2 separate regions of the Zea mays genome follow, and region 1 is linked to region 2. A link is a contact called in public Hi-C data. All regions are on one chromosome and are shown on one strand. The core of a region is the stretch at or near the end of the contact, and the rest is flanking DNA. Distances in the headings are between cores, read along the strand shown.

Region 1 (6,070 bases), core at 1,915-4,414, 150 kb after region 2:
CAGATTGTTCATTGAGCAGCTGGCAGAAATAAACCCTATTCACCTCAGTGATGATGCAAGGTTGGCATTTTGGATCAACTTATACAATGCGTTGATGATGCACGTACGTGGTTTCGAAAACTTTAATTCTTATTAGGGTAGCTGAATAAGTGGGACTATCTCTCTTTTTTTCCCGATGTGTAGGAGAACACATGTTGAGCATTTCTTCATCCATTTACAGGCTTACCTTGCTTATGGTGTTCCACGGAGTGACATGAAACTGTTTTCACTGATGCAAAAGGTTTGCTAAAGGAACTCTTGCACATTAGATTTGTTTCTATGTTTGCTGGTACTCTAAGTAAATAGCATGCCAGCTGTTCAAGATCTTCATTTTTTTTCTTTGATGCTTGTTGCGTAACACGCTTTTCTTTCTGGAGAATCATACCACAGTACTTGTTTTCTGTCTAGGCTGCATACACCATTGGGGGCCACTCATTCAGCGCTGCGTTTATTGAATACGTAATTCTGAAGATGAAACCACCAAGCCATAGGCCACAGATGGTACACCACTTAACTGAAAAACCTTGCTGCACATTTAGCTGGCAGTGCTGCTTATTTCGGTTTCCTTAGGTTAATCAACACAAACAGTTCAATGTTATTTCTGTCTTTGGTTCAAGGCTCTGCTTCTTGCCCTCCAGAAGATTAAGGTACCCGAGGAGCAGAAAAAGTTCTGCATTGCGGCACCTGAGCCACTTCTGACGTTTGCTCTCAGCTGTGGAATGTATTCTTCTCCCGGGGTAAGCTCAAAGCATTGCTTTGGCTCCCTTCGCCAAGATTACTTAGATTAGCACTATTTTTTTTGGCAAACTAGTTGACTACTTGAAAGCTTTCATGATTGTCCCTAGCGCAAACATTTAGGCCCTGTTTCAATCTCGCGAGATAAACTTTAGCAGCTTTTTTTTAGCTACTTTTAGCCATTTGTAATCTAAACAGGAGAGCTAATGGTGATAATTGAAACTAAACTTTAGCACTTCAATTCATATAGCTAAAGTTTAGTAGGAAGCTAAAGTTTATCCCGTGAGATTGAAACGGGGCCTTAATAGCTGACAGATGACTAACTATCGCTGTAGGTGAAGATTTACACGGCTAACAACGTGAGGGAAGAACTTCAAGACGCACAGCGTGATTTCATTAGAGCATCGGTAGGAGTGAGTCGGAAAGGGAAGCTTCTGGCCCCTAAGATACTGCACTGCTTTGCCCGTGGCTTTGTCGACGACAACAGCTTCCCAATCTGGATCTCGCATTTCCTACCCCAGCAGCAAGCTACGTTTGTCGATCACTGCGTGTCTCAACGGCGGCAAAGTCTCCTGGGCACCCGTACTTTCGGCGTCGTTCCATTTGATTCTCGGTTTCGCTACCTCTTCCTGCCAGATGCGGGATCGTTAAATTAACTGCTATCCGAGATTCAGATGCTTCCCTGCCTAGACAACCTGAATGGTAAACTGCACTAGCCTTTAGTGTGTTTATCTCCTGTTATATATGAATTCAGTCACAACAAAAGGTTTATGTGATTGCCCTCTGCTGATATATTACATGCTTTCAGACAGCCTAACTGCCATCTGCCAACAGAAGTGATGAAGTCCAAAGCCCTGATAGACCGCTCAACAGTGTAAGAGCTGTCTCTCGAGTTACCATCATGTCTGGAAAAGTAAGTTTATATCCAGCGACCATGAGAGTATCAAGATTTGAGATAGCAGTCACTGGATTGACCCGTGTCATTGGAAGTCAGATGCATATCTTTGGAATTCCTTAATCGGTTCGTCCGTCTCGACATCTTGTCGAGTTTCATTAAAAGAAAAACTGTACATAACTCCTACTCCCAGATAAAAACTTAAGTTCATCATGGTGCTATTTATGCATTGTATCTGTTCATCATGGTCCTGACGTTCATCGCATTAACGGTTATCAAGACCACTACGCATCACTCTTAACAGCTTTTCTCGGATTTTGTTGCTAGCAAATGTCTCTGGATCCTATATGTTACTGACTGGTTTACTGTACCTTATTACCCTTGTCGCCTCTGAAGTTCTGCTTCTGGAGGCCTGGCAGAAGAACCGGATCCCATATCTAGCCTGCACCGCAGCCATGGCAGTTGCTCCAACAACTTTGGGCTTGGGCATGTTGTTCCTCTGGCCCGTCTCAGGGTCCGTCCTGCCCATCCTTGATGCGATTGCAAATGTCCGAGCACTCTATCAGGCTAATTGAACAACAAACTGATCAGATCAGAAAGTTGAGCTCACTTTGGTGACCCACGAGCAGTGGTAGCATCTGCTATAGTGAAAAGAAGAGGGGGCTGTAGTGCAGGTAGTAGTAGTACCCACCAGTACTGCCGGCTGCGGAAGCCGTCCTTGAACACCACGAGGGGCCTGCGCACACCAGAAAACAACCCAACGTGAATGAACAAGTCAAACGCACCGGCAGTACTCGTCCGCCGGTGTAGGTCCGGTGGCTGGTGTTTTTCTTTATTATTTTACCTCCTGACGTTGAGGGGCCCCTCGCCGGGCGCGCCGCCGCCGCCGCGGATGCAGGTGCCGACGCACTTGGTCGTGCACTGCAACGCCTTGGCCGACCTGGGGTGCTTGATCCGCTCTTGCTTCCCGTCGCCCCCTGCTCACCAGCTCCTCCTCCGTCAGCCACGCTGACGCTACGACTACGACATACGCATGCACAAAAGGGAAAAAGGTTGCGAAGCATGTGCCGAATGTGCGTGTCTGCACGCACCGGAGAGCGTGGGCGGGACGTTGGAGAAGGTGTCCGCCTGGGGCGCCGGGGTCGAGAGGATGGCCGCGAGAGCCAGCGCCACCACGGCCTGTGCCGCCGGCGCCGACATCCCCCGGCCCGGGTGCCTGCGTGGCCTCGGCTCTCAGGCGACGAGCCGACGCCGACGGCGAGATGGTGGCACTGGCAGTGGCAGGCACAGGAACAAGACAAGAGCGCGCGCACCGTGGTCCGTGGCCTCGCGGAATCCAGGTATAATAGACCTCTGGTGTGGCCACCGGCCAGCCACCCGGTCCCGGATCAGCCTCGCTGGCTGCCGAATCACCAGCGCTAACACAAGTGACCAGTGGACTCGCGAGTTGCGACTGGAGGAAGGAAGATACGATGGGCCCACCTGCTCCCGGGCTAGGCCGGATCTTTATCGGGCCTGCGGCACCTAGCCCAGCGCTTGCACCTCACCCAGGACGAGGCCCAGGGAGGATCCTCCCGACTCCGACGCTGCGTAGGACTCCCCGACTCCGACGGCGTCCGCCCGCGTCGCGTGCCACGCCCACGCCACGCCGGCCGCCGCGAGGAAAGAACACCGGGTACTTCCCCTTCCCTTACGCTCCAGTTTCACAAGTCGCGAGCCGTGCGTCGCGTCGACGCGAGTTCCGCGTGAGGGAGCAGGCAGTTGCAGTTGGAGGCGGTGACGAAACCCTAGGACTTGAGCTCCAGCGCACGGCTCGGGTCCTCCTCACCGTTCCCGGCGATGGACCGGCGGCAGGAGCTCTGCAGGAACTTCCAGCGCGGCAGGTGCGGAGTATTCTCCTCCCCCTCTCCGTTGCCGCGGCATGCGATTGCCTCCGGCTGTGCACATTTATTTAAGTTCAGTCGTTATGCTCGCTCTGGGTGCCCGTACCTTCTGTGGTTTTCATTCACGTCCTGGATGGTGCAGCTGCAAGTACGGATCGCACTGCAGGTTTGTGCACGCCTCCTCTCAGCAGCAGCAGCAGGCGAAGCCCAACCCGTTTGGGTTCGGCTTAGGGAGTAGGCAGCAGCAACAGCAGCAGTCTTCGTTTCGTGCGCAGTTCCAGCAGCAGCAGCAGCAGAAGCCCAACCCGTTTGGATTTGGAGTGCAAGGCAGTGCGGCTGCACAGTCCAGAAACGCTCCTGGCCAGGCAAAGGTTTGTGTTGTCTGATGGATACATAATCTGTTTTTTTATGGTTCTTTCTCACTTGTGGAATTCAGCTTGTGTAACGATCATTCCTTTATTTGACTGATGGATTTGTTGAATCAGCCATTTCAAAATAAATGGGTAAGGGACCCCTCAGCCCCAACGAAGCAACAGGAAGCGGCACAGCCACCAGCAGCAGCCCACACGTGAGTCTGCGATTCTGGGATGCTGTACTTTTGAATCCTGCTTGATTATTCCTTGCTATATGTGAGTCACCAACTTTGTGAGTTTTTTTGCCAGCTCCTGTACAGATCCTGAGTCCTGCAGGCAACAGATTGCCGAGGATTTTAAGAATGAAACTCCACTCTGGAAGCTTACGTGCTATGCTCACCTCAGGAGGTAAATAACTAACTCGTCGTGCTTCAACTAGTGGCATCTGCCTCCCTCAATGCATTGTGCTCATCTTTTTGTATTTTGTTTGTGTTAGCGGTCCTTGTGACATCACGGGAGATATTAGCTTTGAAGAGCTGAGAGCTAACGCGTATGAGCAAGGCAGGCAAGGGCATCCTCTGCAGTCAATAGTAAGCTTTGGCGCTTCCAACTTTCTTCCCGTTATCGAGTCTTGATTTGATTGGATTTTTCCAGTTGGAAGTATCAAGTATGTGATCTTCCACATTGAATTATGTGATAAAACATTCCTACAAGGGCCATGGAAAATGATATATAATAAACTGTATGAAAACCACATGTGATATTATTAAATGTTTGTGATCGTACCTTTGTGTCCCTTATTCCTGTTAGGTTTTCTAATGGTAGAGGCATGCAAAATGTACCTGCTTGAGCAACAAGACCTGTATTTATCAGAACTCAATTGGAGCTGCGCCTTTTGTAGCAACACAACAGTACTTACTTTAGTTTCTCTTATATACTGTATAGTTTAGTCATCATAGAAATGATCTTTGATGGATTTTATCAAGAATGACATCTAATTCATTTGTTTCCTTTCTTCAGGTAGAGGGTGAAAAAAATTTGAAAAATGCAAAGCTGACGGACTTTAATAATTTTCTGAACACGCCACGTCTATCGGTATCACAAACTCCAAGCTTTCCAACTGTGGCTTCCTTCCCTGAAGTGAAAAATAACTCAGCATTTGGGGTTTCTCAAAATAATGGACCACCAGTGTTTAGTAGTTTCAGTCAAATTGGAGTAACAACTAATATGGGACCTGGGTCCAGGTAATGTTCACTTGATTATCTTGGAGGTTGGGCAATATTAACCTTACTGTTATTTTTTTGAATAAACTGATGATTCCATCAGAAATTAGTGGTCTTCAAAATAATCTACAGACATTATTATCCATTTTGATCAGTCAGTTTTTGTGTGCACGTGCCATATTAAATTCAATGAGCTATCTCATGCAGAACTACACCAGGAGTCCCAACCAATACTCTTTTTGGTCAATCTACCCAACCAAGCCATCCAACATTTCCTGCACCTACTTTTGGTCGTTCTGATATGAAATTTGGAGTTTCAGGTATGTATTATTGATTAATCCGTGCAGTTACACTGCTACCCTTTATTCAACGAACTTGGTACTCAGTCAATTCAATTGTGCGTAATATAGTTTGCGTGAATGTGTCTATCCATGTCTAGTTGGTTTTTTAATCATTCTGATTCATGGCTCTTCGTTTTTGGCATATGTTTATAAAGAACTAATCATTTGATAGGTTTCTAATATATGCTAAAGATTTAGGGATAATCTTGTATATCACTTAGGACGAGCATACATTTAATTTATATACAACTTTTTTAGGATTGTAGTTGGACTCAACAGGAACTCTTTTGGACACTAATATCGAATCAGAATTAAATTAAATAAACATGCTAGACACTTATAGTTCTGCATATTCTTTTCTTTGTCGTCTTTCTTTTTCTTAATTTAGCCATTTAGGAAATATGTGATTCGGCCTATTGCTTTTGGCTGCCATTTCAACTTATAGGATTTTACAGGTCCATTTGGAAGCCAGATATCACAACAATCATCTGGGACTTTTCAAGGCTCAAACATGTCCAGTTTTGGCAATTTCTCAAAGCCTCATGCCAGCTACCAGCAGTCCCCTTCCTCCTCTAGCCATCACAGAGACATTGATAGGCAG
Region 2 (6,478 bases), core at 77-2,576:
TCTGGTGCTTTATAATTGGTGGTCACCGGCACCGGCAGGCCGGGGTGAATGTGAACTGACGATCGATCGTACGCCAACGCATGCAATAAAAACGAACAAACCGCGTCGAGCAAGATGTTGGAGCTCTTGAAGTCCCGGTAGATGATGGGGCGGTCGGGCCCGTGGAGGAAGGCGAGGCCCCTGGCGACGTCGAGCGCGATGGCCACCCGCGTCGTCCACGAGAGTCTGCAGGAGCGGCGGAACAGGTGGTGCTCCAGGCTGCCCTTGGCCATGAACTCGTACACCAGCAGCCGGTGGTCGTCCTCGCAGCAGTAGCCGATGAGCTCCACCAGGTTCGGGTGGCTGTACTGTCCGAGGTAGCTCACCTCCGTCTGCACGCACGCACAAGCACGTCCATGGACGTCACGTCGTCGGGTCGGGGGTGAGATTGGAGATGGATGGCCGGAACACATGCATGACGCTTGCACGCGCGCAGAGATGGATGGATCGGTGCCAGAGCCCTGACCATACCAGCCACTCCCTGTCACCCTGGAGTCCCTGCGGGTTGAGCACCTTGACGGCGACCGCGGTGGACGGGTAGCCCTTCCGCACGGAGCCGTCGATGACCCCTCTGTACACGACGCCGAAGCCGCCCTCGCCGACGATCTGCCCCGGGTTGAAGTTGCCGGTGGCCTTCCTGAGCTCGTGGTAGGTGAAGAGCTTGAGGCGGCCGTACGCCGACATGGTCCGGATCTCCTCTACGTCCTTGGGCACGGACAGCACCAGCGTCCCCTCCGACCCCACCTTCCTCAGCTTCTGAGGGGACGGGGCCGCCGACGCCGACGCCGACGCCGACGCCGGCCTCGGGAACGCATCTGCACGCGTGCGCCGCGCGCGATCGGGAACGCACAGATCACATACGTCGAGCATTTTACAGACGCCAGCTCCTTGAGGTCATGGTGCATACCTCGATGGCGGGAGGAAGGGCGCGGCTGGCGGGTGTCGCCGCAGCTAGGGATGATCCAGCGGTGCATTTTCTGGAGGAACGGTATGCGGCTGTTCATTCACCTCGAGCTGGTCGGTCGGTCGGTCGTTGTCCCTCGCTCTCGCTGGCCGGCGGGGGCGGCCGACGCGAGCGACGGCAGCCTCCGACCACGCGCGCGCGCACGCTGGGGAGAGACGGTACACGTTGTGCTCTCGGCCGGGTGGATGCCGATGGAGGAGGCACGACGGTGAGCTGCTGGGAGAGACGAATGAATAGGCAGGGGCCGGAGACGAGCTAGCGGCGGGAGCAATGGTCGGAGCATGGGCGCCCCGAGCTTTTGGGTGGCCAGCCCGCCGCCTCGCGCCTTTGCCTGCTTTGCCTTAATTTGGCATGCAACAGCTAAACAGACATGAGAGCCAAACGAAATCTTGGGCCAGGTACCAACCACCATCGTGCACGCATCGTAGTGTCGTTCAGTAGCGCGGACCCAGGATTTGGATAGCTGAGGATTAAAAAAAATTAGACATGTAATATTCTCTTCGTTTTTTTATTTATCGTTATTTAGTTTAAAAATAAACTAGCGGACGATAAATATTCGAGAATGGATGTACAATATATAATTCCAGAATTTCCATAATTCGGCACCTAAACAAAAAAATAATCAAAATATCTCACAATGCATTTGATATTTTGATTCATCAGATTAAGTTATAAATTGTATAGATCTGATTATTTGGACTTCAACCTGAGAAGTAGATTGTTTTTAGTACAAATTCCAAGGTAGTCGAAGGTCTATCCGGACTATTATCCCCTGGTGCCGTCGACACAAGAAACCACATTACCAGCCATGAATTTCACTTGAATAAATTTCTCTAACGGGGCGTTTGGATCCCTTCATTTTAGAGAAATTGGAATTCACTCAATAAAGTAACTTATTTAGTTTGGAATTTGACATTCCACCACTTTCTAGAGTTCAGATATAAGCCTATCTCAAATTCATGGGGTGGAGGGTGGGAAATGATTTTATGCATTACTAGAATTGGTTTCTAATCTATAACTTACATGACATTCTTCGTTTCACTCACCTATAGTAAAAATGTAGCACATAAATATCTCCGACATCTTGCTAATAATAGTATACAAATATATTTTGCATAAAACCAAATTAGCTTAATTAATATATGCCTAAATTACTATTATTAGAATGGAATTCAATTCCAGTGATCCAAACGGGGCGTAAGAGCAACTCCAACCATTAGCCTTATAATTACGCCCCTATATTTCAAATTAGCTACGCAGTCAACTTGTTTAGGGTCCAAATTAAAGGCCCGTTCCCAACCATGTTTAGCCTTAAACCTTCATTTCGTTGCAACTACCGCCGGGCCTTTTCTATTATTTTACATTTGCCGCCATCCATTGTGCTTGTCGTTCCCCCACCCCAGTCGCCCAATGGCCGGCATTTTCTAATCTTGTTGCTCTAGCGCCGCCACAAAAACAGCTCGATCGGAGATTCAGAGACCGTGACAAAGAAAGGATCAATCCAAACTTAGTACAGACATCAGTTTGTGTTGCCTCACTTTCTGCTGCTGAAGTATATGCAAATGGATGAAATGATTTTCTACTCTCAAGTTAGCTTGGTCTGTCCATGATCTGAACATTCTACTTTCTGTTGCCGAAGCATATGTATGGACTGAAGTTTTTAAAAATCGTGGAATTTTAAAAATTTGATCCATATTTCTTAATTCTGGATTTTTTAAACCACAAATAGATCGAACCAATTTCTAGTGGTATTGAATGGACCAGTATAGATTTTAGTGGCACTGGAGAGATTGACTTTAAATTGAACTAACGGCGTTAGCTCCAAACTAACGGTAATGTCATTAAAGGGATTAAAATTTAAATTTGATGATATTGAAGGGAATCTATAAATTCTGATGGCATTGAAGATATTCATATAAGTTTGGATGACATTGAAGAGATTTTCTCATGCAAATAAGTGGATGGCATGACAATTATTATCTGTCATTGTCACAGAAACAGCTTGTTCTTTCATCACAAGTGCTGAAGCAGGAAGATGGAGAGGGGACTGACGGGAGGATAGAGAGGGGCGGCTTCCTTCCAACACGAAAATGTTTAGATGAATTTTATTAAAATAAGGCTCCTGTTGAAGCTGTCTTTTTAATGTTTAGACCCTATATTTCAATTTGTTTATATGTTTAGAGCTCCTATTGAAGTTGCTCTAATAACGACAACGCTGAAACGTGATTCGGCAGAAGCACACAGCTGATCCTAAATATTTTAAATACTGCCGGGAAAACGCGCGAAACAAATATATATATATATATATATATATATATATATATATATATATATATATATATATATATATATATATATATATATATATATATATATATATTTTTGCCTCCTATCGTTCTCCATCTCCTCACTCCTCAACCCCAAAGAGGGACTCGTCACATTATATTGTGCAAACATGTCTGTGTCCGTTCTGATCAAAAGATACAAACAAAGACTGTCGTCGCCGGCAAATTCAAGCCAGAGCGGCAGGCTAACCAACCAGATGTGTTCCCAGCCAGGCCCTCGAACTGGCATGTCACCAGTCACCGCATCACATGCGTTTCCTTTCACCATATCCGGAGGTGCGCCAGCTCCGGAATCTGCGTGGCGGGTCCGTCGACGAGCGGGGGATGATCGTCTTGCGGCCAGAACCTTCCCGGGGACGGGTCCAGAGGATGCCCGGCGGCGGCGGCGGCGTTGGAGACGGCAACGGTGGCGAGGGGCGGCAGCAATGCACCGGCGTCCGCGTGAGATGTGGGCTGCTGGATGACGGCTGAACTCGAGCCCCACGAGCCGTCTGACAGAAGAGAGAGAGCACGCCCACCTTCTGGGCCTCCGTTGTTCGAGCTGGAAGCGGCCGCCCAAGCCTCCACGCCTGAAATTGTCACGGGTGTAAAATGCGCGTCAGGTGGCTTCCACATCGGAAATCATCTAAAATGCAGTGCTTACAGGAGAATAATCATTCGAGTAATACAACAATGCGAGAGACCATCTGTGCAGTTTCTCTTTTACGAACTGTAAGGGCTCAATATGGTTTAGTTTTTTTTTAAATGCTGACAGAGTTTCCTGTTTGATCTTTTCAGGTTCAGTAATAGATCTGTAGACAGGCGAAGTACCTTGGTTAAGGACCTTTGTGCTGGTTCCCTTGAACGCCATGAACCCATCGAGATCATGATGATGTCCGGTGTGAGCCGCAGCACTAGTTATCTGGAGGGCTGAGAAATGCAGTTCATCAGGGGATGCTGTTTTTGTTGGATGCACTGGCGGATGTTTCGTCTCCATGAATTTTAAGCCTCCCAAGTTATCCCATGAAGACCCTGCATTGCTCCTCACTTGGCCATAAAGTGGTTGACTAAAGAAAAGATTTGTCCGCTGCCTTGTATCTGCAAATGCAAATGACACCAGCATTAAGACTAAAGTGTTTCCATAACAACAACAAAAACAAAAACAAAAACAACAAAGTCTTTTAGTCCCAAGGAAATTGGTACTAGGCTACCCTCAATGTTTCCGCACAAGGAAAAAAGAAAGACATATGGTGAAAATAAATTTGGAAAGATCTGAACCGATATTTATTTATACTTCTGTTTGAAACAGGTATCATTATTTCATCCAAAAGCACAATAACTAAAGAATTTTCATTCAACCATCAATCTGGAAATATGGGCAGAACTGCTCAACAAGTTATAATAGCAGATTAGCCATTTGATACCTATATCATGTGCTCCTGTTTTTTTTTTTGCGGGAAATATAAAGTGCTCTTTTAACATATAAGATTCAGAACCAGGCCTCGCAGAAAAGTAAAGAGGTACTGAATGAGTAGCATGTAGTTCATTAGCTCAGAAGGTGTTTTTGGGAGTTCAGTACTACCATAAAACATTGTCGATGAATTGAATGAAATTGTGTCTGCCTGAGGTTTCCTCCTCCGTGCATTATGATGCATCAGACGCCTACGACAGCTTCGTTTGTTCTGATCAAACTCCGCTAAACCATGAAAACTACAAACAGAGAAGGATTAAAGAAAAGAGGGAAATGGAGCTTCATTATGTCAACAACAGATCAAAGTGTAAATGTTAGTTATAAGCTTGTGTACAATTTCTCCTTCTCAAGATGTTGCATCAACAGTTCAACACTCCACTTAGGCAGTCCTACACCATTACAGCTAGTGCCAGAAACAAAAGGAATTGCCAATTTTTCTTCACTATTCATTTCATGCTAGCGTTCCTGTGTACCTTAATTAGAAAAGATTAAATAACATAAATATCATGAGAGTCTGAGCCAAGCAAAATAATTGAGCATCATATAGACTAGCACAAGTCCACTTCGCTCTACAACTTGAGTGGCTGGTATTGCTTTCAGCTGGTCACATTTTCAAAGCTCCCTCCCTCATTAAAGATGCCAAAAAAAAGTAACTTGGCAAATACAAATATGAATATCGTAGAATGAAAGGAGAACTCAGTTTTAATGGAAGGAAATCTCACCGGCTACACTGTTGACAAAACCGACGCTCTAGACCAGCAACAACCACCTTGGTAGCTTTAGAATGGACTACACAGACCTTGTGCTTGCGATTGTAATCTTTAGCAGAAGACAGGTCAACTTTGCACCCTTCAACCTGACAGTACCAGTTCTTTGCATTCTGCTGAGACACCTTAGTCTTCTTGACCACGCTGGCTGCAGAAGTAACGTCTGAAGCTGCAGAAACCTTGGCATCCTGTCCTCCGCAGGCGTTTTCGAAGTAAGCCCTCTTCCCAAGTTTCAGGCTGATTAATGGCTCTCCTTGGTTGAAAGCTATCATTGACGATGGAGAATTCCCCGAGTCATCGACTCTGCCGTTCGTGCCCGTGTTCTTAACATGCCTCTCAACAGCGGCGAAGTTGAACTCTAAGCTGTTCCCTACTCCAGAGGGTGAATCAATGGACGCTGAAATAGAGCTCTTGGATGAACCATGCCCTAGCTCTGAGTTAGAAGTAAGAGTACCACCAGATGAATTAGCAGATCCGTGCCTTGTAACTGCATTTGAGACAGACGGTACTAGATGTTCCCAATCCCACACCATGGGGTCCTTCTGATTCCAGTTCATCCCAAAAGAACCCATTATCAGAACTGGAGATCTCAATCCTTCCAAGAAGAATTAGAAAACCTCAACTGCTTCCCCAACTTGTTTATGTGAAAGCTGGCAGCGCTGCAGGGAAGAGTAGAAAGAATAAATGTCAAAGACAAAGTACAGAACTGAAACAGATGAACCCAGATAGTCAACTTGCTTAAAACTTGCGATTCGCACAAGATATAACTATAAAAAAGACTGTGTCAATGAACCATGTGCAGCTCATTTCGTGAGAGAATCACAGCAAGAACAGAATGAACAGGTATTGGGACAATAGGACAGGGATAAAAGATCAGAGACCTGAAACCCCTTCTCTGACGAAACAGAAAGAA

Evidence for each region. Hi-C and Micro-C count contacts between places; a contact is called where the count stands out from the background.
Region 1: a contact with region 2 is called in a Hi-C map of root tip, with 4 times the contacts expected there. The contact joins the promoter of LOC100281505 here to the promoter of LOC100191226 in region 2. A contact is called at or near these places in 8 of 25 Hi-C or Micro-C datasets (bundle sheath, ear, endosperm and 3 more).

What each region holds. Positions count from the first base shown.
Region 1 is chr5:60,013,731-60,019,800 of Zm-B73-REFERENCE-NAM-5.0, forward strand. It overlaps LOC100281505, which reads left to right and starts at 3,165. Exons shown (of 11, transcript NM_001154423.2): 1 at 3,165-3,552; 2 at 3,695-3,923; 3 at 4,038-4,120; 4 at 4,215-4,313; 5 at 4,402-4,495; 6 at 4,926-5,149; 7 at 5,336-5,448; 8 at 5,925-6,070. The coding sequence starts at 3,509. It overlaps LOC100382664, which reads left to right. Exons shown (of 10, transcript NM_001361672.1): 5 at 4-103; 6 at 221-280; 7 at 448-540; 8 at 657-776; 9 at 1,110-1,476; 10 at 1,583-1,983. The coding sequence ends at 1,430. LOC100275809 reads right to left here and starts at 3,097. Exons shown (of 3, transcript NM_001403697.1): 1 at 2,761-3,097; 2 at 2,514-2,646; 3 at 1,489-2,405. The coding sequence starts at 2,869. The coding sequence ends at 2,276.
Region 2 is chr5:59,863,527-59,870,004 of Zm-B73-REFERENCE-NAM-5.0, forward strand. It overlaps LOC100191226 (putative protein kinase superfamily protein), which reads right to left and starts at 1,327. Exons shown (of 1, transcript NM_001152528.1): 1 at 1-1,327. The coding sequence starts at 452. sbp25 (SBP-transcription factor 25) reads right to left here. Exons shown (of 5, transcript NM_001365656.1): 2 at 5,521-6,224; 3 at 4,910-5,037; 4 at 4,159-4,425; 5 at 3,413-3,917. The coding sequence starts at 6,137. The coding sequence ends at 3,610.